Regions from separate parts of the Anser cygnoides genome. Here region 1 is linked to region 2. A link is a contact called in public Hi-C data. All regions are on one chromosome and are shown on one strand. Each heading gives the region's core, a stretch centred on a gene start, on an enhancer-like site or on the middle of the called end of the contact. The rest is flanking DNA. Distances are from core to core; before and after follow the strand shown. Region 1 holds the start of NPC1 (NPC intracellular cholesterol transporter 1). Region 2 holds the start of CABLES1 (Cdk5 and Abl enzyme substrate 1).

The links. Hi-C and Micro-C count contacts between places; a contact is called where the count stands out from the background.
Region 1: a contact with region 2 is called in a Hi-C map of liver, with 4 times the contacts expected there. The contact joins the promoter of NPC1 here to the promoter of CABLES1 in region 2. A contact is called at or near these places in 2 of 7 Hi-C or Micro-C datasets (both in liver).

Annotation. Positions count from the first base shown.
Region 1 is chr2:114,146,719-114,154,538 of Taihu_goose_T2T_genome, reverse strand. NPC1 (NPC intracellular cholesterol transporter 1) reads left to right here and starts at 2,769. Exons shown (of 25, transcript XM_048080025.2): 1 at 2,769-3,028. The coding sequence starts at 2,948.
Region 2 is chr2:113,952,403-113,959,681 of Taihu_goose_T2T_genome, reverse strand. It overlaps CABLES1 (Cdk5 and Abl enzyme substrate 1), which reads right to left and starts at 3,001. Exons shown (of 9, transcript XM_066992859.1): 1 at 2,106-3,001. The coding sequence starts at 2,695. LOC125184879 (a long non-coding RNA gene) reads left to right here and starts at 893. Exons shown (of 3, transcript XR_010829644.1): 1 at 893-1,853; 2 at 4,679-5,989; 3 at 6,585-7,279.

The DNA of each region.
Region 1 (7,820 bases), core at 1,520-4,019, 200 kb before region 2:
GAACGAATACCCAGCCCTGAGCTGCTGGCTGGCAGCATACAGAAGCAAGGTGAAAACAGATAAAAATGTTTCCACGTTTCCACATCTGCCATTATGAAGGATTTCAGAACTCTGATGGGCTTAGTCAGATTAGTGTTTGGTAATCAGTCTTCGCCTCTATTCCACCTCACTTTCACTCGTGAGTGTAGAAAAACTGGCAGTATGTGAAGGCATTGCACTGGAATAACAATGTGAATTTAGACAGCCTTCTAAATATAGGTATCGACCAGAGATTTAGATAAATATTAAAATATTACCTCCTCTGTCTGTACTGTAGGTGGTAGACAAGTGTGATGTTATGGGCTTAATTAGTTTACGGTGGAAATTGCCACTGCAATAGATTCCCTTGTGTTTGTTTTGCAACATTATAAATCAGTTCTGTCTCACCTATGATTCTTAGATGACTTTTCTATGCAGTTCATTGGGGAATGAGATGTTTACTCAGTTTTGTTGTCCTTTTACCTTTTTCACCAGCGCTGAAACAAGGTTCCTGCATTTTTTTTTAACTTGTAGCTATGTGAGCTACGCCCACTGCATCCTCTGCTTACATGGAGTCCCTAGAAAATGTGGCAACTCGGTCCCCTGCTTTTCGGATCATACTGCATAGTGCTGAATAAAATTTTGACTTATGACAACACAATTGAGACACACCAATTAACTTTAGGTACTTCAGCTTTTGTTAGCACTTGCCAAATGCCAAGTCACGCACTTGGGATGGAATAATCCCTTGGAAAAGTACAAGCTGGGCAGCAGCAGGATGGAAAGCAATTTCGCAGAGAAGAATATGGTGGCTGGGCTGGACAGCACACTGAACATGAGTCAGCAGAGAAGAAAGCCAACCACTTCCTAGGCTGTATTAGCAAGGGTGTAGCCAGTAGGTCAAGCACTGTGGTTATTCCTCCTTCTGTGGGACTTGTTGGACCACATCCGGAGTCCTGGGTCCAGTCTGGGGCTCCCCAGAATAAACAAGATGCTGACATACTGGGGCAAGTCCAGTTTAATGCCAGCACGACTGCTGGGGGTGCTGTGTTTGTTCAGCCTTAAGCAGAACGCTGGCTCAGGGGACGTCCTGCTGCTCTCCACCACTACCTAACGGGAAGATGCAGAGAAGCTGGAGCCACACTCTCCTTGGACAAGCACAGTGATAGCACAGTGGCAACAGACTCAAACTGGAACATGGCAAAATCTCTTTAGGTACAGGAAAAAACATTTTACTATCCCGTGTGGTCACACGGTAGAACAGCTTGCTCAGCAGGGCTGTGAAATCTCCATCTCTGAAGCTATTCAAAATACAACTGGACAATTCCCTGAGCAACCTGACCTAAATGGATTCAGCTTTCAGCAAAAAGCCAAACTACATGGCCCTCCAGAGGTCCCTGCCAACATAAATTAGCCCATGAATATACGAAACCAAGAACAACCTATATTTTTGTCAGCAGATGGCAATATCAGCTAAATTCCGGCAGTATAATGTGCACTGAACAGCCACAAAGGCAACAAAGTAGTGGGGAAATAAATCAGATAGAAGCAGCACACAAATGTCACACGCTGCTTGTCTTCCTGTGTTTCCTTCGAGACGGATCCCAAACAGATCAGCTGAGTGCAATCTCCTTGCTCCCAAACGATTGCAACACCCATCAGGCCACCTGATGTCAGCATGTCGGGAACAAACAAAATTCGGCAAGGCAAATTCACCGGCAGTAGAGTCGCTGTGCAATCAACACTGAGAGCTGATTTTCTGCCACGCAACCTGAGCCGCCTTGCTCGGGGATTATTTTTATTGCAGCCGTGCCGTAATAGCAGCTAGCCATGCAGTCAAACGCATGTGGGATCGTGAGACGAATGCTTTGAAATCACGGATTGATAACTTTAAAGCAAAATTAAGAAGCTTTTGCCTAAGATGGGAGTTTTGAGACTACTTAGGCATTTATAAACTATGTGATTAATACTTCTATATCATAAAAACCTGCTAGCATACTGCTGATACAACATATGTAGAATATTTCATTTTGAAGAGGCACAACTTGGCTCTGAAGAAACCGAAGCAATGCAGTCGCCACTAAACCTCCACTCGCACGGAAACAAACAGGCCGCCGCGGGCGCAGCTCACACCAGGCGGCCGATCACGAGACCCCGGCAGATCACAAGACCCGACTAAAACAAGAAATGATGAGTAGGTTGGGTGTCAGCCCGGAGTTCCCTCCAGTGTATTTGTAAACCTAGGGCCCTGGGTGGGCTCCTCACCCCAGGAGGTGACTGCGTGGGTGCCCATCGGGGCGAGACACCCGTCGGAGTGAGGGACACATTGGGGTGAGGCGCTCACCAGAGTGAGGGGCCCATGGGGGTGAGGTGCCCATGGGGGTGAGGTGCCCATTGGGGTGAGATGCCCATTGGGGTGAGATGCCCATTGGGGTGAGATGCACATTGGGGTGATTTGCACATGGGGGTGAGGCACCCATGGGGACCAGACACCCCGTTTCCTCCGCTTCTCCTCTTGCACCACCGGCCCTGAGGAGACCCATGCGGGTCTGACCCAGCGCCCAGACCCCCCTCGTCGCCCCACCGGGGGATCCCCAGCAGGGTGCGTGTGTGTGACCCAGCCGCCTCCCACCCTGCCTCCCGCCGCCGGGGCCGGGCGGTGGCGTGAGGCGCGGCCCCGCCCCGCGGCCGGGGCGAGGCGGGCGGTTGGCGGCGGATCCCGGGCACGGCCCCTCGGCCCCCGCCGCTCCTCCTCGGGGCCCGGCGGCGGGGCCGTGAGCACAGCCCGGCCTGGGGAGGGCGGCCCTTCCGGACCTGCGCGGCTGCCGCCTCTTCTTCCCTCCTCTCTCCTCCCCCCGCTGCCGTCTTTCTCTTGCCGCTTCCCCGCTGCCGCTGCGGCGCCGGCCCCCGCTCCCTTCCCCGCACCGCCATGGGGAGCCCGCAAGGCTGCCCCGGGCGGGGGCTGCTCCTCTTCCTCCTCCTGCTGCTGCTGCTGCTGTCCCCCGCACAGGTGAGTCCCTGCCGGGGAGCTGGGGCTGGGCAGCCGGGGTTCCCCCGCCGGGGATCGCCCGCCGAGGCTGCAGAAAGCAGCGGCTGCCCGGGCCGTGCCCCGGTTGTGCAGCGCTCGGGGCGTGCGAGCGGCCGGGCAGTCGTACGTGGGTGGGGAGGCTCGCGAATGGCACCCGCCTGTCGTTTAGCCTGCTGCCGGAGGCTGGAGAGGAAAGCAAGAGCTTTCCGAAAGTAATCGGCTGTGCAGTGAGACCTGCTTCTCGCTGAGGTACTCATATTGAGAGCGTGCGCTTCTGTAAAGTCGTGGGCTGAAATGAGTTGGATTTCCCTTGCTAAGATGCTCTAGGAAAAAAATTAGCATAAAGCTTTAAATCCTTTCTTCTCGGTCACATCTTGTTTACTTCGTCGTCCAAGGCAGGAGTGAGGTGCTCCACTTTTCTGGAGGAACACAGAGTTCCTGGCTAGATTGTGTCTTGTTTCCCCCCCCCAGCCAACTTAGAAATATGCTAAGTCAGGTTTTACGCTTAACCCTGTTCAAGCTGTCAAGTTCGTCATCCCGTGTGTGTGTGCTGAGGTCCTCCTGTTCGGGTATCCTCATCTGCCTTAAGGAGCTTGAACAGAAGACTAGAAGTTCCTTCTGTTGCAGCTGGAGAAGCTGATTCATTATTAATGGCTCGTGGTCTCCAGAGGAGTAGCTAATGAACTTTGTACCCTCCAAACACTCATTTCTGTAATGATTTTGGAGGGACATACCACACCACATAGTGATGAGGCGTGCCCCGGGCAGGTACAGGAATGAAAAGATGCCATACAGAACTTCTGGTGACAGAAGGAGGGGCACTGAGCTAGGGGAACGTGAAACAAGTTCCCTTAAGGCCTGGGGTATCCTTGTAGAGGATGTGGCTTTGTGGTCCATAAGAAGTTAACGTGGTGAAAGTGACTTTACAGAATTAAAGCCTGCATGCCTAATGCAAGAAAGCAAAATTGGGTGGGGGTGTAGGGAAATGAAAACCTTGGACTTGATTTTTTTTTTTTTAACTGTTACTTACAGCTAACCATTACATAAAGTGTCTTTGATATCTGTCAAAGAAGTTGATCCTTCAGTTAGACCGAGCCTACGTAGTGTTTGCTCGCAAAAGAGAGGCATCCTGAAGCTGAACTGGTGCTCTCTCAAGTGTACTGGTAGAATGTTTTCATGCTTTCAGTTGTGGTATGTGTAAACCGAAGTGCCATTTGACATCTTCCTTCTTTTTTGCAGTCAGTGTGCTATGGAGGCATTTTAATTTGTATAACAGGAGGATTGCAACGAGCTTGAAGCATTTGGCCTATGCAGGATGCATCTTTCTCCCTGAACTGTGTGTGGGGCAGAGCTTGTGACAGGTAGCCTACTAGCTGAGTGTTAACTACCCATCTAAAGAGCTGTATTAAAAACGTTGGCTCCCTTATGCCTGTTTTTGTTTTTTTTTTTGAATGTGGACTTACAGGAGGTTCAGTTGTTGTTTTTTCCCCTAAGTTAAGGAGTCAATTTCAAGACTCTTAAAACACTTTTTTATTCTCTTACCAACTTCTTAGCATACAAGAGTTTGTCCAGTATACTTCATGCCGTCTGTTTCAGTTGATTTCTATAATTACACTAAAACTCAAGCTGTCAAATTAGTGGTTAAGCAAGGCTGGGCACTTTTTTCTCGTCAGACACTGGAATCCCAGGCTGTAGAGTCAAAGTAATTGGAATGTTTCTGAAATCCTTGCTGGCAGACGTTAGTGGTAGGTTGTGCTCAGTCTCAGACTTGTGGCCTGCAGTTCTGTGTGCGGTGTTACCTGGCCCGTGGTACAAAGGTCTGAAATGCCTTTGTGGAGGAACTTGCTCATCAGGGACTGCAACATAACAAGTCTTACGGCCTAGCTCTGGAGCTGCTTCCTGGAAAATCTGGAGTGACTTGTTCGTAGTCTGTCTGGGTGGAAGGTGAGGAAGACCTCTTACAAGGGGAGAGGTGACTGAGGTGTGAATAGCACTTCGCTGGGCAGCAGCCAGAGCAATCCGTCTGGGTGTGGTGCGGTGTTACTGCTGTTCCTCAGCAGGGCATCCGAGTTACTTTGGTGCAGATGGCCGTGGTTGCAGACAGCTGCTAGTTAGGGGCCTCGTGCCTTCTGAATCTGCGTGCAGAAGTGCATCTGTCTATTCCTCCAATAAAATCAAATCACTGTCAGCTAACACCAGCTTGCTCCCACAGATCACCACAACTATCACCGTTGCAGCTTTCTCATCCTACTTGACCTGAACTTTCCTGTGATGTGCTGAGTACGGGTGATGTGCTTAGATAACTCCACAGCTAGGACTTGCTCTGCCTGGCCAGGAGGACCTAATGATTTTGCCTTTCAGAAGGGAGCAGACACTTAACCTGTGGCCAGAGGAACAAGAGGAACTTAGCTGACAAGGCTTGTCTCTGGATCCTTTGCTTCTGAACAAATTACTGGAAGAGATGCAGAGTAAGAATAGAAATCTGTAAAGCTTCCTTTAGTCCAGGGACCACTCCTCTGACAGGGAGGGCTGTCAAATAATGTGCAGCTTCTGGGGCAGATCTGCAAGCTTAACCTAGTCACCTGTCTCCATAAGCCAATGTTACCATTTATTAAAGATAACATAGTAGTACTGTGTTCCCTTAGAGCTCAGTTTGTCAATCTAGTGGGTAATATCCACCCACTATTAAGTGTGATGTGGACTAGATATTAATGGAGGGGAGTGGGGGAAGTATGTTTCTTGGAATAGCTTGTCTTGCCATGTAGGATCCCAGATGTACCATGCTAGAAGAAGGAAAGGGAAACAGCTGAATCTGATGCTGTTGCCTTTTCTATACATTAGTGATCTTAATTTGGAGAGCCAGACAATGTTCACTTGTCATTTGGTATTTGGAAGATTACAAGTAGTCTGTGTTTCTGTATACAACAGCATCGTTGTCCTTTGTCCACTTCACAGCGACATATTCATTGTTGATGGCTAATGTTTCTGGAGGCATTGGAGATTGTTGATTTGTTTCAACATGCCACTGAAGAAACTTGGACTGCAGGAAATGTGTTTATGATCTGTTGGAATGCTAGCTCGATTCCAAACAAATGATAATGCCTGGGAATAGGAGAGCTGTAACAGAACCTTGGTAGAACGCTGTCAGTAGTCATGAAATGCTAATACGTGCTTGTGTACAGGTTTATTGGGATTCCTGGAGTCCCGACATGAGGTGAAGCTTCTCTTCAAACATAGTTCTGCCAGAAGCAGGAATTTGCTTTTCAGCTCTGGAAGTACTGGAGGCCAGCATGAGTGTACTGCAAGGTGGTTTCTGAGCTCTGGGGGTGGGGCAGGAGGGAACAGCTTTAATTTAAAGCCAACTTTCTGTTGCTTGGGAGAATACTTATGGAAATCTCGTTTCACAGTATTGAGGACTTAATGTGATCCTCTAAAATACCTGCATTAGAGCCTCATGGAGTACCTTGCCTTGTTTAGAAGGGAGCTTGGTTCAACGCATTTCTCACTGCGCCTCGGGACCAGAACTTTTACCCAGTTAAGTAAGGTGACAATTGTTCACCCAGATCTTAACTGATGTAGAAGCCTGACTCTGCAAGCACTACCTTTTTTTAACTGTGGCTTATTTACAACAACAGTTACTCATCTGTATCTTTTCCTGCCAGTGAGGAATGCTTTTCTGAAGGCGTGGAAAGAACAAAGTACTTATTTTATTCTCTGACTTACTCTAGCCTTTACTAGAGGGTTTTTGGGGGAAGAACTTTCAGCTCTATCTTATCAGTGATGATGGTGTAAGTTATTTAGTAACTTGGGAGTATCTGTGGATACTGAACACCAGCAGACCAGCCCTTTCCTATGCTTTGTGGCTGACTCAGGGATGAGCATGCTGTTAACTTGCTAATATCTGAGAGCTACGCTGATGTCATTTGAAGTTAACAGTCAAAAGTTTTGGTTGTTTTTTTATCCTTGCTTACTGACTTGGTTAGACCACTGTAAATCAAGTATCACCAGAGGCTTATCAGTTCAGGGAAAAAATTCAAACTTTTATTAGATCCTGCTAGGTCACAGCATGAGTGTCAAATCTTAGATTGTCGCTGAAATTGAATGGTTGATGTTAACACTGAAATAAAATGGAATATTGTAACTTGCAGTCCTAGGCCTAAGTGATCTTCTAGTAGTTAAGAGTAACTGACCTGATCATGTTCTCTAAACAGGCTGAAAGTTTGAGAGAAACCTGTTTTTTTTTTTTTCTGTTTGAGGTTTTATCCATGTCAAACTTGAATAATGGGGCTCTAAATTTTTATTCAAATTTTTACAAGTGTAAACTGACCCTGATAAGCCAAAATAACTCGTCTTGATTTATTTTCTTGTGAAATAACTGAATATTTCTGTGTGTGTGACCAGGCTTGTCTTGTGCAAATACATATTTTTTTTTTTTGTTCCATCCTGATGGCAGAAAACCTTGTGGGTGAATTTATAGACAACTACGTGATAACATAATACAGCCAGTGTTTTATTTTGTTGTGTCTGTGTAGTTATGTGAAGCTAACGCTTCCTTCATTGTGCAGATAACACTTGTAAAAGCAACAGAAGTTACTAGTCAGCCTGATGGGACAGCTGAAATTTAAAGTAAATCTTTCTGTGGAAGAAGTGCCCCCATGAAAAGTTTTTTGCGTTACCAGGTGCATGGAACTTTTCACTCTGGAAGTAGTTAAGTCCTTTCAGAAAGAGGAGGTTGATAACTTTTTTTTTTTTCTTAAATCAGGATGTGTTAAAT
Region 2 (7,279 bases), core at 1,752-4,251:
CACAATCTGGCCCGAGTTTCCAGTAGTGCCCTCAGCCGCCCATTCACCACATAACTGAGACAAACTTCTTCAGCACCAGACAAGAGCCTTCGGCATCAACAAGCCAACTACTGCACAAGCGTTTTTTCCCATTTACGTGTAATTACACCCTAGCCTCCGAACAGCTAGGAGCTCCACGTCCTTTTTTGAATCATTTACTCCCCGTGAATACACAGGGAGCACAAACCCAAACCACATTAATGATAACCCTGTTAAATATAAACCAGTGCACAATTATACAAACTGCTAACACAAACAAAACAAAACAAAACAAGCCAGGAAACTCTGATTAGACGTTCACGATGGTTTCTGAAAACTAAATAAAAACAACAACATAATGCAGCCCGTCTTGCCTGATATGGTAGTAGAAAATGGTTTCATGTTACCACATAACTTACGTGTCCAAGCACAGGACTAGCCTTTTCAAACAACACCTCAGACTCAATTTCAAGCCTGCTGCAAGGAGAACGAAAGGGAGGGAGGAGAGACAGCAGAGGTACACGGGAGCTACCAAAATCCCTGATTTCCCTCTCTGCTCTGCATCCTCCTTCAGGTGAGCCGAAGTCTGTCCCCGGTGCCTGGTCCCTGCCTCCCACCCGCATCGCGCCCGTAAGGGCAGGCCATGTGCCGGCCATTTGGCTCCTTCGTCTCCGTTAGGAGAGCGGCAGCAGGTCTGCTTGAACTCCCTGTTCTTGGGCTGGCGCCAGCAGCGTGCATGCCTATGATTTATCTTTTCGTGCGGCGAAGAGCGAGCCTCGCTATCAGAGCCCGAGCAGTGCCTTTCCGCCGAGATGCGGAGCGAAGGCCGGGTACAACCTCTGCGCGCACGCCGCCACCTCAAGTCCGTCCCATTTCTATATTTAAGAATATATGTTTTCCAAAACACAAACGCATCTTTTGAACCCAAGCCAAAGCCTGCCCTGGACCGCACATGTGCCGCGTCACGGCCGTCAGCGGAGCTGCGGGCTTCACGGGGAGCTCTGCTTCGCTACCAGCGAGTGCTGGGGAGTTGCACAAGGTCTTTGCCACAGCCGAACCTAACTCTCAAGAAAACAAAACCCAGCTCCTTCCTTACATCGCACACCACAAGCGGCAGAGCACTCAGGGAGGGCCGTTACGGGCAGGTTGTGGAAGGAGGAATTCAGAGAGCAGCAAAGAGGGGCAAGGGAAAGCAACGATGGGATGAGGGGGAAGAAGTGATGCAGGTGGGATCTGAGCACCTCTCCCAGAGCCGAGCACGGGACCAAGGAGTGCAAGCACAGAAAAACGAGGAGGATCCTTGGGAATACAGAAAGATGGCACGGGAATCCTGCACGGATAATCAGCTCACTAAGTGGAAGGCTGTGGAGAATGCAGGCTGTCGGACACCAGGAGCGAACTGCTGAGCGCACTGTCACCGACAAGTTCCAGAGCAGGACAGCAGCCCCCAAACCTGTGGGTCACAACCAGCTCCCAAGGCCATGGGTGCTCTCCTGGAGTACCCCCGATCTCTCCAAGCCAGTTGGTTGTGAATGAGCTTTTTCTGCAGCAACCTCTGCTCAGTTACCCTCCTGAACCCTGGCAGCAACAGCACGTGACTCCAAGTCTACCTGCTTGTCCGAGGGAGCGACGCGGAGCGAGCGTGGCGAGCAGGGAAGGTGGGAGCGGTTGGCTGGGAGCACGCAGTCGTCTCCTCCGGCTTCCAGCCTGCTTCTCCCTCAGCCTGCGATACCCGGGCACGATGCGGTGCGGGAGAGAGCTCTCAGTACGCGTGGCGCAGCTGCCCCACGTGCATTTGCGCGTCCCTAGCCCAAAAGCGGTGGTTGTTCAAGGAGGTGAGGTTACACGCTCGGGGCGAGCGAGCTCGGTAACGGGGAAAAGGTTGCCCTGAGGCGGGGAACGGCATGTAGGGGCAGCAAGAGCTCGTGGATGAAGGTGGAAACGCCTTCCCGCGGGGAAGGAAGGAGGGAAGGAGGAAGGAAGGAGGAAGGAAGCAGGGAGGGAAGCGGTTTCCCACCTGCCGCTGCCCGGGGCCGCCCCCCCGTCCCGTCCCGTCCCGTCCCTCCCCGTGCCCCGCCGCCGCTTACCGGGATCGCTGCAGCTCGAAGGCGGCGGCGGGGCCGGGCTGCCCCAGCTCGCAGCCTCCTCCACCGCCGCCCTGGGGGCTGGCGCGGCCGAAGGGCACGGGCAGCACGCCGGCCGTGAAGGAGTTGAGGCGGCCGCGGCTCCCCGCCGCCGCCGCGGCGCCCAGGAAGGCGGCGGCCGGCACCTGCACGGCGGCGAAGGCGTCCTCCTCCTCCTCCTCGTCCTCCTCGCCGCCGCCCTCCTCCTCCTCCGCCCCGCCGCGGGGCCGGGGGGGCTCGGCGGGCGCCGCCGGGGGGCTGCCCAGCCGCGGCGGCGGCGGCGGGGGCGGCGGCGGGGCCTGGCGGGGCCTGGCGGCGGGGCCGTCGGCCGGAGGAGGCGGCGGCGGCGGCGGGGGCCGCCCGTCGAGGGAGATGCTGGTGAGGAAGGAGAGCGCGGCCTGCCTGCGACGGGGGTCGCCGCGCGGCGGCGCCGCCGGCCCCGCTCCCGTTGGCAGCGGCGGCCCCGGCCCCTTCCTGGGGCAGGGCTCCGGCGGCGGCGGCGGCAGGGGCCCGGCGGCGGCGGGGCTGCCGGGGCTGGCGGCGGCGGCCGCCATTGCGCGTGGCTGTGCCGGCCGGCTGCCCGCTGCCCGCCGCCTCCCTGCCCTGCGGCCGGGCGCTGCGCTCTCGCTGCCGGGCTCCCCGCTAGGGCAGCGGGCGGGCGGCGGGGCGAGGCTGCCGTCGGGCCGCCGGCGGGGCCGCCCCGGAGGGCCGCATGGGGGTGCCGCGGCTATCACGTGCGGAGCGGGGAGCGGAGCAAAACAAAAGCCCGGCCAGCAGCCCGCAGCAGCAGGAGGAGGAGGAGGAGGAGGAGGGAGAAGGGTGGGTCTCGGCGAGCTCCCTCCTTTCAACCTCTCTCCGCTTTTTTTTTTTTCTTTCCCCCTTCCCTCCTCCTCCTCCTCCTCCTCCTCCTCTTCTTCCCTTCCTGGATGCGAGGGGGCGGGCGGGAGCAGGGGGAGGTGGAGTCTGTGCCCACATGGCCCGCCGGGCTGACACCGCCGTGTCCCCACCGGCAGCACCCCGGCCCGGCTGCTGCAGCGAGCCGGCGGCCCGGGAGACACCTCACAAGACCCCCAAACCATTAAAGCGCCATTAAAACACCTCACGAGACCCTCCAAACCATTAAAGCGCCATTAAAACACCTCACGAGACCCCCCCAAACCATTAAAACACCATTAAAACACCTCACGAGACCCCCAAATCATTAAAGCACCTCACGAGACCCCCAAACCCCCCTTCCCTCACCCCCTTCACCCCAAGCCTTCGCTCTGCCCTGCTCCGGGGGCAGTGGGGTTTTTCAGGGTGCCCTCTCGCCCCCAGCCCCACTGGCCCGAGGCCAGTGCCATCACAGCACGGAGCGCCTTCGTTTCTTCATCGCTTCACTGGCTCAGCTCAGCCTTGCTACAAGTGTTTTTGTCCTTATGTAAGGGCTGGATAACACAAACACCAGCACGCACGGTCCTTGTGAGACAGCAACGTGCACCTCCTTCATGAAGCATTACAATGACGTGTATTATTATGTCCCTGTTACAGTTTGCTGATAGTTTACAGCCCTCTCAGACTGTCACAAAGAAAGCAGTGCCCCCTATGATTTGATCAAAAGTTTGCAGATTTGATCAACAAAGCTGGGTGTTTGGTCACAGAGGAAAACCTAATGCTATTAATTTTGAAGCAGCTATGGACCCAGGTTTGCCTTCCTCTCAAAACTGACCTTTTGAGCATTCAATGACCTTAGGAATGAGCTCTGTGACTCGGATTGATTTGTGAAAGTCTGGCCTTTACTCACCCTGGGTGCCCCAAAACCCTGCCTTTAAGGCCCCGACGTCCCTGGGGTGGGCTCTGCAGGCTCCTGATGCGATAAGGATGCTGTAACAGGCAGCATGGATGGGAAATGCTGGGGGAAAGGGAGCGTTTCCCAACCCCCACCTCCTTCTAGATCCAAGTGCTATTTTGAGATGGGCATTCCCACTTCAGACTGCTCTCTTGAGGCTTAAGCTGATGCTGTCTTCCCTAGCAGATGGCACCGGTGTGCTCGTCCCTGTGGTGCATCGGGGACGGATGGTTTGGTTGGGAAGCGGGTGGGCCTGAGTGCCGGACTCACCTCCCCAGAGGAGAGCCCAGCTGGCACATCCTGTCTGTAAGGGAGGTGCTCTGTACCCCGGTGATCACCACGAGTCCTTCCAACTTCTCTTTTGGAGAGGAAGCGTGAGGAATTGCTCCCGACTGGCAGCCCCGGTGCTGCAGCAGGAGGCAGTGGGGCGGCTGGTGCTAGGGAAGCGATGCGCTCAGGTCCCGTGGAGAAGCTCAGGGTGCCTTATGAGACAGTTCCACTTTTAAAAGAATTCAGGACTCTTTCGGGGAGGACTCCTGGGCCACACAGGGAAGTGCCATAGCTTCATAGCCTGACAGTCAGCACGTTCCCTGGGTGCTGACCTCTGACCCGAGGACTGCTTCTGTGTTGTAGGTCATGAACGTCACACCTTCCACATTACAGCTGAGTGAGGCATACACTCCTTTTTTACCTCTTGCATTTCTGACAGGAAGAAGCCACAGTGTGCATTTTTCCCCGGAGCTCAAAAGCTTGCTATGGCAACTGAGTCCAGGAGCGTATTTTCCAAATCCAGCCTCTACCAGGAGATAAGCACGGTAAAAGAGAAACGCCACCAAAATGCTGGGTGCAGGTTCAAGAGGTTTGTCTAACCTGGGGCAATTCTTATGCGTAAAGTGTGCGCTCCTTTTACAAAATCCCCCTTGTGGTGGGATAAATGTGAGCATTATGTTGCTTTGGAGGCATAACCTCTGCTCTAGAACACTTCTGAAGCTGTTCTAGAGAAAACTGTTAGACCCCCTTGTCCTCACAGGTGTCCAAATACATTTTGGCACCTGATACACTGTGTACAATTGGGAAGACTCATGTGAATGGATGAGTTTATCGAACCTCCTTACATCAAAGTTAGAGGGACTGGGATAAATTGTAGGTCTTTGCTAAGCTGGGGCATTTGGCTGAGGTCACCAGGTTCTTGTCACCTCTTGCAACCTCTGCAGAGCCCATATCTGTGTGCCCATCAGCCTAACTTCCTCAGGGGACCTCAACAAATGCTCCTGTGGGCACCGTGTGGGTATGGACTGCCTTTTCCAACAGTGCTGCTGAAGATGGGTTAAAACATCCCTTCCACTGCACACGAGAACAAACCCGTTTGAGAAAGCAACATACAACAAGAAAAACACGACTTTTTCAGTCTAAAGTGAAGCTATTTTTGTTAATGAGTGGGGCACCACAGTACAGAGAAAATTGGCATGTTAGAAATACCAGGTTCTCTAGACCTATTTATATGTTTAGTAGCAAATTAAAACGAATATGTACAACCTAAGGTGAATATTTTTTTCCTAGTTACTTACATCCTTTTGATCTGTGCTTAGCAGAACTGTAGATGATTGCGCGGGCTATAGGAGTCTTGTTTGCCGGAGGTTATGTGGAAATGTTAAACAAATTGACTTTGCTGGTTCAAACTTTTTTCTTTGATGGGGAACCGGTGGTTGACTAGAGGAAATAGCAAACTTGAAAGGAAAACCAAAAAGACATATTCTGGAAACTTGCTTCTGTGACTGTTTTTTAAATCATTTTCCTCTCCAATTTCTCTTCCAACCAACCAGCTCTACCCAAGTGCAAGCAAATGTTTTTATTTCAGAGGTCACAGGCTTATGTAAGTGGTTGGATGACAAGTGGTAATAGGAGTGGAAGAGCGTGATAACTTTTTTACCCAGCGCACAAAATGCTGGAAGAGAGAGAGAGACTCATCAGCTGTGGGTGTCTGGAGACAACGAGGAACTGGGGGAGCCAGTTGACACAGGTGAGTGGAGAGGCCAGGTTTAAAGATTTTGAGGAGGGTAGAGGGATATTGGACAAAAAAAAAAAAAAAAGAAAAAAAAAAGTGAAAGCTCAGCAATTTACCAGTCTGGGAAATGAGACTGTAGAAGTGGTGCCTCTGCCTTTGTAGGAAAGTGAATCCAAGCGTGGAAGCCTTATGTTGTCTTGGTTTTAGCGTAACTAGTGCGAAGGGAGCCCTGTTGCAACGCGAGTGTGCAGCCAACAGGAGTTGAAGAGCAAGTCTGAAAGGCCACGGAAGGTTGAGCCGAAGCTGTGCGCCTGAATGGCTTGCCACCTCAAGCTTAAAAACATATTTGCAGGTGTATTGAAAACTTTGCCTGGAACTTGAGTTAGAGACAAGATTTGTATTATATTGAGAGTTAACTCTGCAGGAATAACCAGTCCTGAGTCACCAACGTGAGTCACCAGGCCAGTGCTTGAGTGTCCTCAGTGCAGTGTTTGTGTGCTTGGGCGATAAAAACAAGTTTCTTATTGTCATTGACACACGTTAGAGCTGCAGGAGGAAGGCAGCTAGTGGAAGGAAAAGCAAATGCAATTCTCTCTTGCCGTTTTCACAGCATTGTTTTCTGACTGTCAGGATCAGCCCGGTAATGTTGTTATATGCAAAGCTCAGCAGAGAAGTCATCTGAAGGTGGTACTGCGTCACTTCTGTAGTTGAGAACAGAAGCAACTGTTACCCATGGTCATGGATCCCACTGTCGGAGCTCAGCAGCTAGGCAGATTTCTGTAGCCTGTGAGCACACTTGCTGTGCAAGACTTCGGAGAAACAATAAATCAGCGATCTTATAAACGATTTGGCTTTTTTTAGTTCCTCCCCAAAGTCCCTTTTTGGAATACAATTGCACTTCAATAGAAGAAAGAAGCTGTAACATTGAAGAAGGACTTGGAATATGAATTTAATAATCCTTCTGCTTAAAAGGAGCGTCTGGCAGAAATAAAATAGAGGGAATTTAAACACACTTCACTGAAAGCCATAGTTAAGAATGGAAATTGGATAAAGACAGTACAAATTCTTTACAAAAGACTAATACTGCATCTGGATAGTAAGTCCTATTTCAGTGCCAGGCCCTAACCTTAAGTCTGTTGTAAATTTAGCCTGATTCTCAGAAAAGCTAAGTACTTGCTTCCCACTGGTAATTCTTCAGGAGCCTGAGTGTTTTATTTTTTGAAGTCTGCTCTTGCTAATTGGATATAAAAGCTTGACACTAACATGCTTGTTGCCTTGTTTAAAAAACAGAGTTCCCTGGATATG